Regions from separate parts of the Oryctolagus cuniculus genome. Here region 2 is linked to region 1. A link is a contact called in public Micro-C data. All regions are on one chromosome and are shown on one strand. The core of a region is the stretch at or near the end of the contact, and the rest is flanking DNA. Distances in the headings are between cores, read along the strand shown.

Evidence for each region. Hi-C and Micro-C count contacts between places; a contact is called where the count stands out from the background.
Region 2: a Micro-C map of ear pinna shows a contact between it and region 1, with 4 times the contacts expected there. The contact joins the enhancer-like site here to the promoter of ZFP90 in region 1. A contact is called at or near these places in 3 of 6 Hi-C or Micro-C datasets (ear pinna, psoas muscle and an unstated tissue).

What each region holds. Positions count from the first base shown.
Region 1 is chr18:51,732,086-51,739,333 of mOryCun1.1, forward strand. ZFP90 (ZFP90 zinc finger protein) reads left to right here and starts at 2,533. Exons shown (of 4, transcript XM_070062656.1): 1 at 2,533-2,791.
Region 2 is chr18:51,762,175-51,769,348 of mOryCun1.1, forward strand. No RefSeq gene overlaps it. Among named protein-coding and RNA genes, the nearest start is that of ZFP90, 31 kb to the left of the region's middle. Within about 2 kb of position 5,902, at least 8 of the 8 cell types and tissues checked have an H3K27ac peak or open chromatin away from gene starts, as enhancers often do. A contact at or near this core is called in ear pinna, where this site is marked.

The DNA of each region.
Region 1 (7,248 bases), core at 1,283-3,782:
TGTCACTCTTTCTTTCAAATAAATAAACACTTTAAAAAAAAAAAAAAAGATCGTTAGTGTTCTTCAGTGTCCCTGTGCTGTTTGTCAGTGTAAATTTATTTTCATTCATCATGTTTGGACTGCTGGCATTCCAGAATCTGTACATTTGTATCTTTTACCAATTCTGGAAATTCTCAGCCTTTACCTTTTCAAATATTGTCTCAATTTTCTCTATTTCTTATTCTGGAACCCAGATTAGATATGTTATGGCTGAGTCTGGTTTTGTTTTTTTTTTAAGATTTGTTTATTTATTTGAAAGTCAGAGTTACACAGAGAGAGAGGGAGAGAGAGAGAGCTTCCATCTGCTGGTTTACTCCCCAGATGGCTGCAATGGCTGGGGCTAGGTTTGACTAAAGCCAGGAGCTTCTTCCGGGTCTCCCACGAGGGTGGCAGGGGCCCAAGAACTCAGGCCATCTTCCACTGCTTTTCCCAGGCACATTAGCAGGGAGCTGAATTGGAAGTGGAACAGCCAGGACACGAACTGGTGCCCACATGGGGTGGTGGTGTCACAGGTGGTGGGTGGCTTTGCTAGGCCACAATATCAGTCCCATACTTTTATTTTTTGTTTAAGATTTATTTACTTATTTGAAAGAGTTACAGAGAGAAAGAGACACACACAGAGATCTATCCACTGCGTTCACTTTCCAAATGGCCACAGCAGCAGGGGCCAGGCCAAGTCAAAGCTGGAAACCATTCGCTTCATCTGGGTCCTTCCACGTAGGTGGCAGGGGCCCAAACACCTGGGCCATCCTCCACTGCTTTCCCAGGCCGTTAGCTGGGAGCTGGATCGGAAGCAGAGCAGGTGGGATGTGAACCAGCGCCCATATGGGATGCCAGCATCATTGGCAGCGACTTTCCGTGCTATGCCACGATGCCAGCCCCATCTGTACACTTTCTCCTTCATTTTTTTTTCCATCCCATCATTTGTGAATTATTTCCTCAGATCTACATTCTGGTCACTGATGTCTAATCTGCTGTTAATTCTGTGTATTTTATTAATTTTTTAAAGATTTATTTACTTATTTGAAAGAAAAAAAAAAAGAGTTACAGAGAGAGAGAGAGGTCTTCCATCCGGTGGTTCACTCCGCAGATGGCTGCAACGGCTGGAGCTGCGCCGATCTGAAGCCAGGAGCCAGGAGCTTCTTCCAGATCTCCCATACGGGTGCAGGGGCCCAAGAGCTTAGGCCATCCTCTATTGCTTCCCCAAGCCATAGCAGAGAGCTGGATCAGAAGTGCAGCAGCCAGAACTCGAACCGGCGCCCATATGGGATGCTGGCACTGCAGGCGGCGGCTTTACCCCCACAGCGCTGACCCCCATGTCCAAGGTTTAAGACGGCAGTCTCCAGTGGAGGGTTTCACCCTTGGAGTCCCTATTTTTACTGGAGGTTGGGGGTTGTCTCCATTAGACACCCTACTTCAGATGGGACGTGGGCTTTGTTACCTCTCTGGTGCTTCAGGAGCACCAGAAACAAAGCTCAGGGCAGTCTCCCTTGGCAGATAACTTCCAGGGGAAGGCAGGCTTTCAATGTTCTGCCTATACTCGTCATCAGTTTTGTTTCGTTTTTTTTTTTTTTTTTTTTTTCCCTCTGTGTAGTCCTTACCAATTTTCCAGCTCATGCATGCATTTTAAAAGATTTTTAAAATATTCTAAACAACACGGAAGTGCACGTGTGAATTCCTTAGAGGAGACTCAGGGGTGCCCGACTTCGGAGTTCTGGGGCCACAGCCTCTTATCTGCTGTGAACTGCACATCCCTCTCCCGGGGGGTAAACTCCGAGTGCTTTCCACTGCATCCACTTACTCCGGGAGCAATGAAAGCTGGAATCACGAGCTGAGCAGCTGGGACTCACACCAGGAACTCTGACTTGGGATGCGCTTATCTCTAACAGCGGCTTAACCCACTGCACCACGACCCCTTGAAGTTCACCATCTTTGTGCTGAAATTTGCCATCATCTGTGGCTTACTCCAAGCACAACACCCTAAGCAATGCGATAGTAGGTCATGGTCCAACATGGTTGCGGCACAGTCTGGGCGGCACTCGTGCGGGACCTCCCGGAAATTTTTTTCTCTTCTGCGGTATCATTAAATATTTCGTCAAGTTTCTTGATCGTAGTAAGTGTAGTATGGGGAGCCAGTGTGAAGACAGGCCCTGAGAATCGCCTCTTGACAAGGATTCGGGAATGCCCAAGCACTAACGCTGCCTCACTCCCCGTCCTGTCCCATTCTTAACAGCTGACGTCAGAACCTGAAATCATCTCGTGGCTATGTTTACGCTCTTACTGTCTACTTCGTCCACAGGCACCTACGCAGAGACCCCTCCTGCCCAAGCCACAGCTGTCTGACCCCCGCTAGCAAGATGGCGGTGGCTCACTGACCGAGCCCAGTGATTGACAGCCACACCGCTCCCCAGCTCCGCCCTAACCGCGGGCCCCACCGCAGCGCCCCTCGGGGCCGCCTCTGTGGGGGCCTGCGCGCGGGGGCGTCTGGGAAGTGTAGTTCGCGCATCCGCCACCGTCCCGGGGTTGCGGGCGCGAGCCTCCGCGTGCGCAGGCGCACTTCCGGCTCTGCCCGCCGCTGCAGCCATTGTCCGGCCCTGGTGCGGCTGAGGCCGCTCGGGGCAAGCCCATCAGCAGATCAGGATTGGAGAGAACCGAGCCTGCTGCAGGCGCGGGAGGAGCCGGCCAGCGGCTCTGGGTGGCCTGAGGTTGCAAGATTCGGAGGCCCCCGGAGGCGGTGATTCCGAGTGCGCGGGTGGGGGCGGCACTTCTCACGGGTTCGGGAGGTGGGGGGGTGCCCGCAGGCCATCGGCCACCGTGTAGCGGGTGAGACTGGGCGTGACTGCTGTGAGGTGTCCTGGAGGCGGCCGGGCCTTTCAGCTGGGGAAGGAGGCGCGGCGGGCCCGGGCGGGGCCCACGCTCCGCTGCCCGCCGCGCTCGGGCTGCAGCGGCCGAGGGCCGGAGGCGGGGCGGCGGGGCGGGGTGGGACCGGGCGGCGGCCGCAGCCGGTGAGCACGCCCTGTCCTCTCTCCCCAGCTCCGGTCGGGCAGCGGGCCCCGGCGAGGCAGGAATGGCCCCGAGGCCGCCGACGGCCGCGCCCCAGGTGAGCAGCGCGTCCCCGACCTCCGGGGGCGTCCCATCCAGCGAGGCCCCCCCGGGCATGTTTGGGGACTGTTCGTGTCCTCCGCCTGGCGACTTGGAGCCTCGTAGCCACGCGAGAAACCCCGGGGCGCCCAGGGCTGGAGAGAGCGGGATTCCCAACGCGGGGGCCGCCCTGTGGGCTAGAGGGGCCGGGGCCGTGCGGTCTGGTGATGCTGGGCAATGTCCGGCAGTGCTGAGTGCTGAGTGCCACGCCAGTTCTTGAACTCTTGTCCATCCGTGGAGAGGGTGAGGTGACGGACAGGCAGCTGGGGAGGAGGAAGTGAGTGGCGATGAGTGAGGGGAGAGGAACCCAGCGGCTGACCCGGGGGCCACAGAGAAACTTTAGCCGAAGAAGGCCCGTCGGAATCTGCCTAGGAAGAGGCTGGTGGAAACGGGCTTTTTTTTTGGGCAAGGAAGAAAGCAAAAGACAAAATCAGACTGACTTGCCCCGAATTTTTGTCTTTTTTTTTTTTTTTTTTTTTTTTTTTTTTTTTTTTTTTTTTTTTTTTTTTTGACAGGCAGAGTGGACAGTGAGAGAGAGACAGAGAAAGGTCTTCCTTTGCCGTTGGTTCACCCTCCAATGGCCGCCGCGGCCGGCGCCATCTGATGGCAGGAGCCAGGTGCTTTTCCTGGTCTCCCATGGGGTGCAGGGCCCAAGCACCTGGGCCATCCTCCACTGCACTCCCTGGCCACAGCAGAGAGCTGGCCTGGAAGAGGGGCAACCGGGACAGAATCCGGCGCCCCAACCGGGACTAGAACCTGGTGTGCCGGCGCCGCAAGGCGGAGGATTAGCCTAGTGAGCCGCGGCGCCAGCCTTTTCTTGTCTTTTTCTGCCTTGATGAAGGAATGCTAGTGCGCAGCCCCCGGAAGTTCGGCCTGCACCTTGATTAATGTGAATGAAACTGATTTGGGAGCTCATTTAGACTTGCGGCAGAGGGCGCATTTTCTAGAAGCATCCTCACTCGGGGTTATCCGTGGATTTACAGAGTCTGTCGGTGAAAATGTAAGGATCCAGGCCGGCGCCGCGGCTCACTAGGCTAATCCTCCACCTTGCGGCGCCTGCACACCGGGTTCTAGTCCCGGTCGGGGCGCCGGATTCTGTCCCGGTTGCCCCTCTTCCAGGCCAGCTCTCTGCTGTGGCCAGGGAGTGCAGTGGAGGATGGCCCAAGTGCTTGGGCCCTGCACCCCATGGGAGACCAGGAGAAGCACCTGGCTCCTGCCAATGGATCAGCGCGGTGCGCCGGCTGCAGTGCGCGGGCCGCGGCAGCCATTGGAGGGTGAACCAACGGCAAAGGAAGACCTTTCTCTCTGTCTCTCTCTCACTGTCCACTCTGCCTGTCAAAAAAAAAAAAAAAAAAAAAAAAAAAAGGATCCAGATGGCAATGTGTGAGACAGTCATATCAGTCCAGATAAAAATACCAACTAGTAATGTCCTTTAAAAGCAGCTTTTAGGGTGGGTGCCTGGCACTGCTGTTAGGATGCTCCTGGAAATGCCGGCGTCCCATGTCTGGGATCCAGCTGCTGCTCATGCACGTACTAGAAGGCAGCAGGTGGTGGCTTAAGAACTTGAGTCCCTGCCACCACGTAGGAGCCCCTGACGGTCAGTCCCAGGGTCCTGGTTTCCACCTGGCCCAACCCAGGCCTTTGTAGGCCTTTGAAGCAGCACGTGGGAGATCTCTCTCTCTCTCTCTGTGTCTCTTGTCTCTTTGCCTTTCAAATACAATAAGTAAATTAAAAGTGTTTATTAAAAACAACTAGTAATGTCCTTTAAAAGCGTTTTATTGCCTGGGACCCCTGCGTCCCATGGTGGAGTGCCTGGGTTTGAGTCTCAGCTCCACTTCTGGTTCTGGCTTCCTACTGATGCGTACTCCAGAAGGCAGCAGGCAATGGCTCAAGTAGTTGAGTCCCTACCACCTGTGGGAAAGACCTAGCGCAAGTTCCCAGCTCCTGGTCCTGCCTCTGCTGATGTGGAAAGTTGGAGAGTGAGCCAGTGCATGGGAGATCTCTGTCCCTGCCTCTCAAGTAAAACTACAGCGCTTTACAGTAAATAAAAAACACAGCATACAGTGCCTTTAGGTATATTTTTACTTCTTCTGGTTTCTGTTCTTTAGGGAGAGCCCTGAGGAGTAAGACAAGTCACACTACTAGGCCGAGAGAGTTACTTGGTTTGGGGAGAGCCAGAGCAAGCCATTTTCATCTTTGCAAAGAGTTTCCTCCTCAGGAGGGAGAGTTAGGATGACCAGGGGCGTGGGCCTCTGAAGGGGGAGCTGCCTTGTGAGTGGAGAAAGTGTGTGTTCTGAGTGGAGAATTTTAGAGGCTACCTTAAACTTCACTTTTAAGGCTATGTTCCCTAGGCAGTCTGATTTAGTTTTATTCTAATGGAATGACCTGGTGGTGTTCTTGGATTATCTAACTCGCAATAAGCCTGCAATGGGACATGTCAGGCAGAAATCCCTCTTTGTCAGTAATTCCCCTTCTCTGAGCACGGACCTCTGGAAATGCAAGGGTGAGTGAGCGAGTCATGTGACTGCTCGTCTGGACAGTTAGTTCTGCTCCCTGCAGAAGGGATGTCCTGGGCTGCTGCAGAAGTCCAGGAGCTGCTTGAGTTCGGAGAAGGGGCAGGAATTCTCCCTGCAGGACGGAGTCAGAGATGTCTTTGAATAGGGCAGAGGCTGAGCAGAGTGAAGACGCAGTGTCTGGGAGCAGAGCTGATCGACTGGGTCAGAGAAGCTGGGGAGCAAGATGAGGGCCTTGCTCATGGAGCAGTGCCCTGGGAGACACCTGTGGGCTACGGGAAATGAGAAGGCGAGAACAAAAAGGAGTTTGGACTCCTTTTGGCCTTGTAACTCGTTCGTTCTTTCATTCACTTATTCAGCCTATAGTGTGTCGGGCGCTTGTCTAGGCAGTTGTGATACTTCAGTGAACAAAAATCTGTCCAGGACTCTGCCCTCCTGGAGCTTCCATTCTAGGGAGGGGAAGGAGAGGGCTCCAGTGATAAGTAGTATCCTGGAATATCCAGTGATTTGTAGTATCCTGGAAGGTAACTACCTCAAGAAGGAAAAAAGGGGGGAGGGACAGGTAAGGGGCTTGAGTCAGGAGGAGACATTTTGTAGTAGGGGTGTAGTTTTTGGTTTTGTTTTTCTTTTTTTTTCTTTTTTTTTTTTTTTAATTTTTGACAGGCAGAGTGGACAGTGAGAGAGAGAGACAGAGAGAAAGGTCTTCCTTTTTTGCCGTTGGTTCACCCTCCAATGGCTGCTGCGGCCGGCACATCGTGCTGATCTGAAGCCAGGAGCCAGGTGCTTCTCCTGGTCTCCATTGCAGGTGCAGGGCCCAAGCACTTGGGCCATCCTCCACTGCACTCCCGGGCCATAGCAGAGAGCTGGCCTGGAAGAGGCAACCGAGACAGAATCCAGCGCCCCGACCGGGACTAGAACCCGGTGTGCCGGCGCCGCAAGGCGGAGGATTAGCCTAGTGAGCCGTGGCGCCGGCCTTGGTTTTGTTTTTATGTCTCTGGCCCAGATGTCCACACCTAAGAAGGTAACCGTTAAAAAATGTATATTTACTTATTTGAGAGGCAGAGTTACAAGGAGAGAGGGAGAGACAGATACAGAAATGTGGGGAGCAACTGGGAGCAACCCGGACTAGACTAAGTTACTGGAATTAAGACTTATTCTATGCATCTGCTCTCCCACAATATGGCGCTGAGAAGGGAGAAACAGCTTCTACACAGCTGCCTCCAGTTCAACCAATAAACTGTAGGACCTGCTCCTGATTGGAGGAGAGCAGCATACTCGGCGTGTGGGTAGCAGAGTTGGGATTGGAGGAAGAGGACTATAAAGGAGGAGAGAGACAACATGCACCAGGAACATCTAAGGGGAACACCTGAGGAACACCTGTGCAGCCCCCGAGAGAGCCGGCCGGCGGTGTGCCGCTCCCCTGCGGAAGTGGGGAAAGTGGCCAGGGGGAACCGCCCTTCCACGGAGGTGGAAGGGACAGTAGCCAACCCGGGAAGAACCAGCAGCAAACCCGGGGAGGGCCGAGCAGACGAAAGAACAGCGCAGGGTCCTGTGT
Region 2 (7,174 bases), core at 4,652-7,151, 33 kb after region 1:
CCCCGGGCTAATCTGACGGATTCCAACCTGGTGGCCCACGTCTCTGCCTCTGGTTCCAGATTTTCACCTTTTGCCCCCCAGGCTGACTTAAAGAATTCCAAGCTGGCTTACGTCTCCGCCTCGGCCTGCACTCGCGGCTTCATCCTCCCTAACATTTTTCTCTACCCGGTATATTTCCCTAAGTTTTCTTCCAACAATATTCCTCCCTCATTTCTCCTGGCTTCTCCCCACAGTCCGTATCCAAGTCTAAGTTTCTTATAGGTTTCACTTTCACTTTCAACCTGCAGTCCGTATCTGAGTCTAAGTTTCTTCTTGCTTTCACTTTAAATCCTAACTTCTTTCCCACAGTCCGTATCCGAGTCTATGCCTAGGCTTTCGATAGCTTCTTCTGGCACCTTTTCTGTCCGGCTTTTCCCTAGGCTCTTTGCTAGTCTCTCTCTCCAGTATTTTCCACTTCTTCCCGTTTCTTCTCTCCTAAGTTTCCTATCCGAGTCACGGCACCATTATGTCGCTCCCCCTCTTCGTGGAGGAACGACACAGGACCCTGCGCTGTTCTTTCGTCGCTCGGCCCTCCCCGGGTTTGCTGCTGGTTCTTCCCGGGTTGGCTACCATCCCTTCCACCTCCGTGGAAGGGCGGTTCCCCCTAGCCACTTTCCCCACTTCCGCAGGGGAGCGACACACCGCCGGCCGGCTCTCTCGGGGGCTGCACAGGTGTTCCTTCAGCTAGATGTTCCCCTTAGATGTTCCTGGTGCATGTTGTCTCTCTCCTCCTTTATAGTCCTCTTCCACCAATCCCAACTCTGCTACCCACACGCCGAGTACGCTGCTCTCCTCCAATCAGGAGCAGGTCCTGCTGTTTATTGGTTGAACTGGAGGCAGCTGTGTAGAAGCTGCTTCTCCCTTCTCAGCGCCATATTGTGGGAGAGCAGATGCATAGAATAAGTCTTAATTCCAGTAACTTAGTCTAGTCCGAGTTGCTCCCAGTTGCTCCCCACACTGGATATTTTACCTTCTCTAGGATGTGAGCTCCGGAGGGTAGGGATTTGGGGAGGGATTAATTTTATCGAGTATAACATACAGAAAAGCACACATGATTGACAACTGAAGGCAGTGGCTTTTGTGTCTTTTGCTCAGTGCTGTGTTCTCCACACAGGAAATACTCAAATATTTAATGAATGATGGTGCTGGATTTACAAGTGTTCAGAAGGCTAAGATCTTGAAAACAGTGGAAGATAAAGTTATAGAAGAAGGCACACAAGGAGACAGAGGAAGCTTCTCAAAGTTCTTGGAAAATGGAGTAAAAAAACTGGGGGGCAGGCATTTGGCATAGTGGTATTTGGCATAGGTCACCGCGTGGGATGCCTGTATCCCATTTTGGAGTGCCTTGGTTGGGGTCTTGGCTCTGCTACTGATTCCAGTTCCCTGTTAATGGAGATTCAGGAAGGCAGCAAGTGAGTACCTGCCCAAGCAGGAGACCCAAATGGGGTTCCTGGCTCCTGACCTCAGCCTGGCCCAGCCCCGGCTGTTATAGCCATCTGGGAAATGAACCAGCAGATGGAAGGTCTCTGTTGCTCTGCCTTTCAAATAAATAAATAAATATTTTAAAAAGTGAAAGCACAAAGTTCTGCCAATTCTGCAAAACAGCCTAAGGGATCCCATCCCTGCCCCCGTGGTTGACAAAAGGTGGAGTCTGGAGAGCTCTTCCAATCACCCACATCTCCTCCCACACAGGTCTGTGTTTAAAAATGAATAAATAAAGATAAAAAAGCAAATATGGCAAAACATTAACATTAGCTAAAAGAAGGTGTCACATAGGTGTTGGCCTCTCTGAATGTTTACTCTTTTTTTAAATTTATTTTTATTTATTTATTTTTTTGCCAGGCAGTTAGACAGTGAGAGAGACAGAGAAAGGTCTTCCTTCCATTGGTTCACCCCCCCAAATGGCCGCTACGGCCGGCACACTGTGCCAATCCGAAGCCAGGAGCCAGGTGCTTCCTCCTGGTCTCCCATGTGGGTGCAGGGCACCTGGGCCATCTTCCACTGCCCTCCCGGGCCACAAAAGAGAGCTGGACTGGAAGAGGGGCAACCAGGACAGAATCCGGCGCCCCGACTGGGACTAGAACCCGGTGTGCCGGCGGCGCTAGGCGGAGGATTAACCAAGTGAACCGTGGTGCTGGCCCTGAATGTTTACTCTTACAATTAAAATCATTCTTCTTGCTCTTGTCTGACCCCTTTTCTCACAGTCAGGCCCTTCCTTCTGGGCCTGAGGCCAGCTGAGCTGCGTAGCCAGCATACCTGAAAGATTTAGGAGAAGGAATAATGGTTATTCCTGTTTTTTAAAAAGGTGATCCATGCTCAAGAAGGAAGGGAGGGCACTGTTAGGATCATTCCCACTCCCCAGATGTGATTTTGAAGGACCAATTAAAATGGGGGAGGGGGGTAAGCATTTGGCCCAACTGTTAAGATGCAAATGTATCCTCTGTTGGAGTGCCTGGGCACCACTCCCAGCTCTAACTCCTGCTTTCAGCTTCTTGCTAATGCAAACCCTGGGAGGCAGTGGTGATGCTTCAAGTAGTTGAGTTCCTGCAACCCATGTGGAAATCTGGAGTTGAGCTCCTGGCTCCCTACTGTGTTCCCCCTGTCCCAGTCATTGCAGGCATTTGGAGAGTGAACCAGCAGTGGGAGTGCTCTCTCTGACTCTCTGCCTCTCAAATAAATTTCAACAATAAACACAAAGATGGAGAGGGCCTCCTATAGATAAAGAATATAAGCGACTATTTGCAGGAGTTGGTGGAAGGAGATTACTAATTTTTGCTAACAAATTTTAGTGAAACTCCTATAATTTTGGAAAAAACACTTTAAAATTTTTATTGATTTATTTACTTATTCAAGAGACAGAAAGCAAGAGACACAGAGAGAGAGCTCCCTGCAAGGTGTCCGGCGCATCCTGGGCCAGTCCAGTTTCTTCAAGTTCTTTAGGAGGCAGGCCAGAGGGCATTTTGAGTCCCACCCTCAGGATTAGCCAGATCCCAAGGTCTCCCCGGTAGCCCAGATCTACTGACATTCGGTCAAGGCGTCCCCAGTCCTGGACTTCAGCAGAGGGATTAGAGGTCAGTCCTCTACAGGGCCAAGCCAGTGGCGGGACGTCTCCACAGCCGCTGGAAAGCTAAACAATGGAGAGAACAGAGACCACGTGCGCACAATTTGGAGGTCTCTGTCCTGACGGAGAGCTAGCCGGAGATCACAGAGACTGGGCCAACCCAGAGGAGGGAGGGAGAGCAAGGGAGGAGTTACTTACAGTTGGTCAAGTGTGGTCCGTAGTCAGCCTGGGGCACCAGACAGGTTCAAGGAGCGAGGGGGCCTCAAACCCAGAAAGGGGAGGCGCCAACCTCAGCTCCCGGGTTTGGGCACCATCTGTGAGGTGTCCAGCGCGTAACAAATCTTCCCAGGCAGACGAATCAATTAATTCACAGGCTTTTATTGGGGATCCGCTCCCAGGCGAGGTTCCCCAGTCCCAACAGAGCAACAGAGCAGGGGCCGGGAAAGTCGCTCGTCAGAGATTGGGAGTGCTCCTTTTATAGATTCAGGGCATGGGGGTTAAAGGTTGAGGCGGGTCTGATCCTCATTGGTTGACCTTTAGGCACCTGCGGGGACCTTGACAAGGACTTTTCTTCCCCGGAAGTACAGGTAGGAACTTTCCATTCCCAGAAGTATAGGCCTTCCCTCCTTGCAGATCCCAAAGCTACCACTCCCATGCATTGGTTCACTCCCCAAATGCCTGCAAATGACCTGGTTTAGGGCTGAAGCCAGAAGCCAGGAATTCAATCCAGGCCTGCCATTTAGGTGGCAGGAACCCAACTATTTGAGCCATCACCACTGCCTCCCACGGTGCACATTAGCAGCAGGCTGGAATCAAGAGGAGAGCCCAGCCTGGAAACTGATATACCGTGTAGCAGGTGTCCCAACCAGTGTTGTAACTGCTAGGCCAAACGCCTGCCCCACTTTTTAATTTTGTTTTAACATATTTTAATGGATAAAGGAACTAAGAAATTAGAACATGAAATATAAATGATAGTTTAGTGTGGTGTGAACAAGTATCATCAGAATTTGTAGTGATTGCTTTTGGATTTTAGTGTTCAATTTCCAAAGTTAAGAGTTGTCCCAGGATTTTGACAGAGTCATTTCTATTGGTTTGGAGTTGCTGATAAAACCCTAAAATGGAAAACAAAATCGCATGTTCTGCATTCTAAAGGGTGTCACAAAGGACCGGTACATTGTGCCACAGGACTCACTATAACACATGTGCACCACCACTTCATTCTATAGCCCTGTAGAATAAGGTTTTATCCAGAGGAGGCGGACCTCATGCTGCAAGGCCTCTACCCCTCCCCTGACAGATCAGGGAGACTGCGAGTGACTGGAGACGCTAGGGCATCTGAAAACACAGGAGCTTGGCATCTTCATCTGCAGCACACGCGGAGGCCCACTTCAAGGGCTGCCACCTGGAGTTCTGGGAAAACGTGACTGTGACCCAGAAGTGTGTGCACATGCGTGTGAAAGGTGGTGAGAAACAAGTCCCTGGCAGCAGAGTGTGAAGCTCTCTTAAGGGCTGGCATTTGGGTTGTGCCTGGGTAGGGGGAGAGGGAGGACAGGTCTGCTCCTTCTGTTCTCTTTGTTGCCAAAGAGCACAATACAGAATTTCAGTGGTTCCTGCACAGGGTATCCATATAATTGATTGTCCAGGTTGGGACCTCTCGGGATGAAGGAGTTAACTAGATTGGAAGCTCAATCTGGGGTGGAAAACTGGGCTGGTGAACGTCCACCCTGGGCCTGGAAGGGAGGAGGTCAGGTGGTCAAGAGCCATTGGGGGTGTGTCCCACTGGTTGCCCGCCAAAGTAAGGGCTAACGCCAGGAGAGGAGTTAAAGGCGAGGACTGTGTGAGTCCTTAGGAAAAGGCCGGCTGTCCTGCTGGGAATCACAGGGCAGGGGTCAAGCTGAATGCAGGGTTACTGTGGGGGAGGCCACGCTCTCAAGCTGACAGGACTAAGGCAGCCAGATGGGGCACCAGAGCTTCTCCCCTGCCTCACCTTCAATGCCGACTTTCGGTTTCCAACCTCGCCCAACACATGGCAAGGGCAGGGAGTAGAGGGTGTAGGAGGGCATAGGCAGGCAATTGTGAATCTAAGAATATGGCATTTTTAAATGGCTGGGCTAGGGTTCTGTTTTTTGTTTTTTTTTTTTTTTTAAAGAATTATTTATTTTATTTGAAAGAGTTACATGGAGAGAGGAGAGGCAGAGAGAGAGAAAGAGAGGTCTTCCGTCCTCTGCTTCACTCTCCAGTTGGCCCCAACAGCTGGAGCTGTGCCGATCCAAGCCAGGAACCAGGAGCTTCTTCCAGGTCTCCCACGTGGGTGCAGGTGTCCAAGGACTTGGGCCATCTTACACTGCTTTCCCAGGCCATAGCAGAGAGCTTGATCGGAATGGACCAGCCGGGTCTTGAACTCATGCCCATATGGGATGCTGGCACTGCAGGCGGCGGCTTTACCCACTATGCCACATCGCTGGCCCCGGGCTAGGTTTTAATAACCGAAAGTATACAAAATCGTTTCTGCCCAGCTCAAGTTGTCCTAAAGGAGGATTTCATGGCACAGTGGAGTGAGAAGGGCTTCCAATGGTGACACCACCGATTTAGGGCTAACAATACGAAGCTGTGGGTCCACCCTTTAAAGAGGTGTCCAAAGGAGGACCATTGGCGTCCCCTGACATTTGTGAGTGGTGGGTAGGACGCGTATTTCCGCCAGGTGCGTTCGCACAGCGCGGGAAGAGTCTCCGCAGCGCCGGGACGCGAGGCGCGGCTGCAGACTACACTACCCGAAAGCCTTGGCGGCGGCGCACTTCCGCTTCCGTGTACGGCGTCTTCCGCCTCGCGCTCGGACCTGGACAGAGACGGCTTGTGCGTGGTGGTGTGTGCTCCCTGGGCGCGGTGGGAGCGAATGTGGTTCCGCGGCCTCTGCCGAATTCCTTGTCCTTGGGACCCTGTCACCCTCCTCCCGTGGCCGCTCGCGGTCGGGACTAGGACACCCGGGCCAGATACTTCCCCGCTTCTCCCGCGCTTTGCCCTCTGGCGGGATGCAGGCATATGTTAACACGTGACCTCCCGGAAAAATGCGCATAAATTGAACCGTATGAAATTGGCTAGGTAAGCGGAGAAACTCTAGGTGGCCAGGCTTCCGCTTTGAAAAAGTGGCTTTTCCTGAGCAAGTCTAAGTTTCTTGTCCTCTGAAGTAGGGGTGGGTGAAGAGCAGACACCATTCCTCTTCGCTTTCCTGGGGACGGGCAGGGTTCTGTGCAGGCTGGCGGGAGGGAATAATGGCGAGCTAGGCCACCGGGACCGAGTTTTCCACAGAAAATACCGCCGGCGGAGTGAGATGTTCAGAAAAGCATTCCAAAGGCATCAAAGAGCTGACGAGCGCGAAGAATTAGGGATCCACCTCTGAGAAGCAGGGGACACTTCGCAGTCCCAGCACTTGAAGCTGCATTTTGCTGATGAAAACAACGCCTGTCCAGCCCGCCTGTGACGGTGGTGGACTTGATAACCCCATGTTTGAAATGAGGTCCTGGATAAGACACCCTCGGGAAGATGTTGAACTAGAAAAATGATCTCTGACTTAGATATGGCTTCCAAACGGAGGTCACCAGGAGGCGTAGGGAGCCCTGTTAACATTGCCCTAGTGGTGGTGTGCCCTCCTGCTCCGCAGAGACAAAACTATCCTTAGGGAAAAAATCACATAATAAAGTGTTGTTTTTCCTAAGATTTTATTTATTTGTAAGGCAGAGTTAGAGAGAGGGAGAGACAGAAAGGTCTTCCATCCACTGGCTACTCCCCAAATGGCTGCAACAGCCGGAGATGGGCTGATCTGATGCAGGAGCTTCTTGACACATGGGTTCAGGGGCCCAAGGACTTGAGCCACGTTATTATACTGCTCTCCCAGGCCATAGCAGAGAGCTAGATCGAAGAGGAGCAGCCAGAACTTGGACCAGTATCCATATGGGATGCCAGCACTGCAGATGGAGGCTTAGCCCAGTATGCCACAGCGCTGGCCCCATGTTTTATTTTTTTGAGAAAACTCCAAGCACACTCTCAGACATAACCAGAAATACAAGGAAACAATAT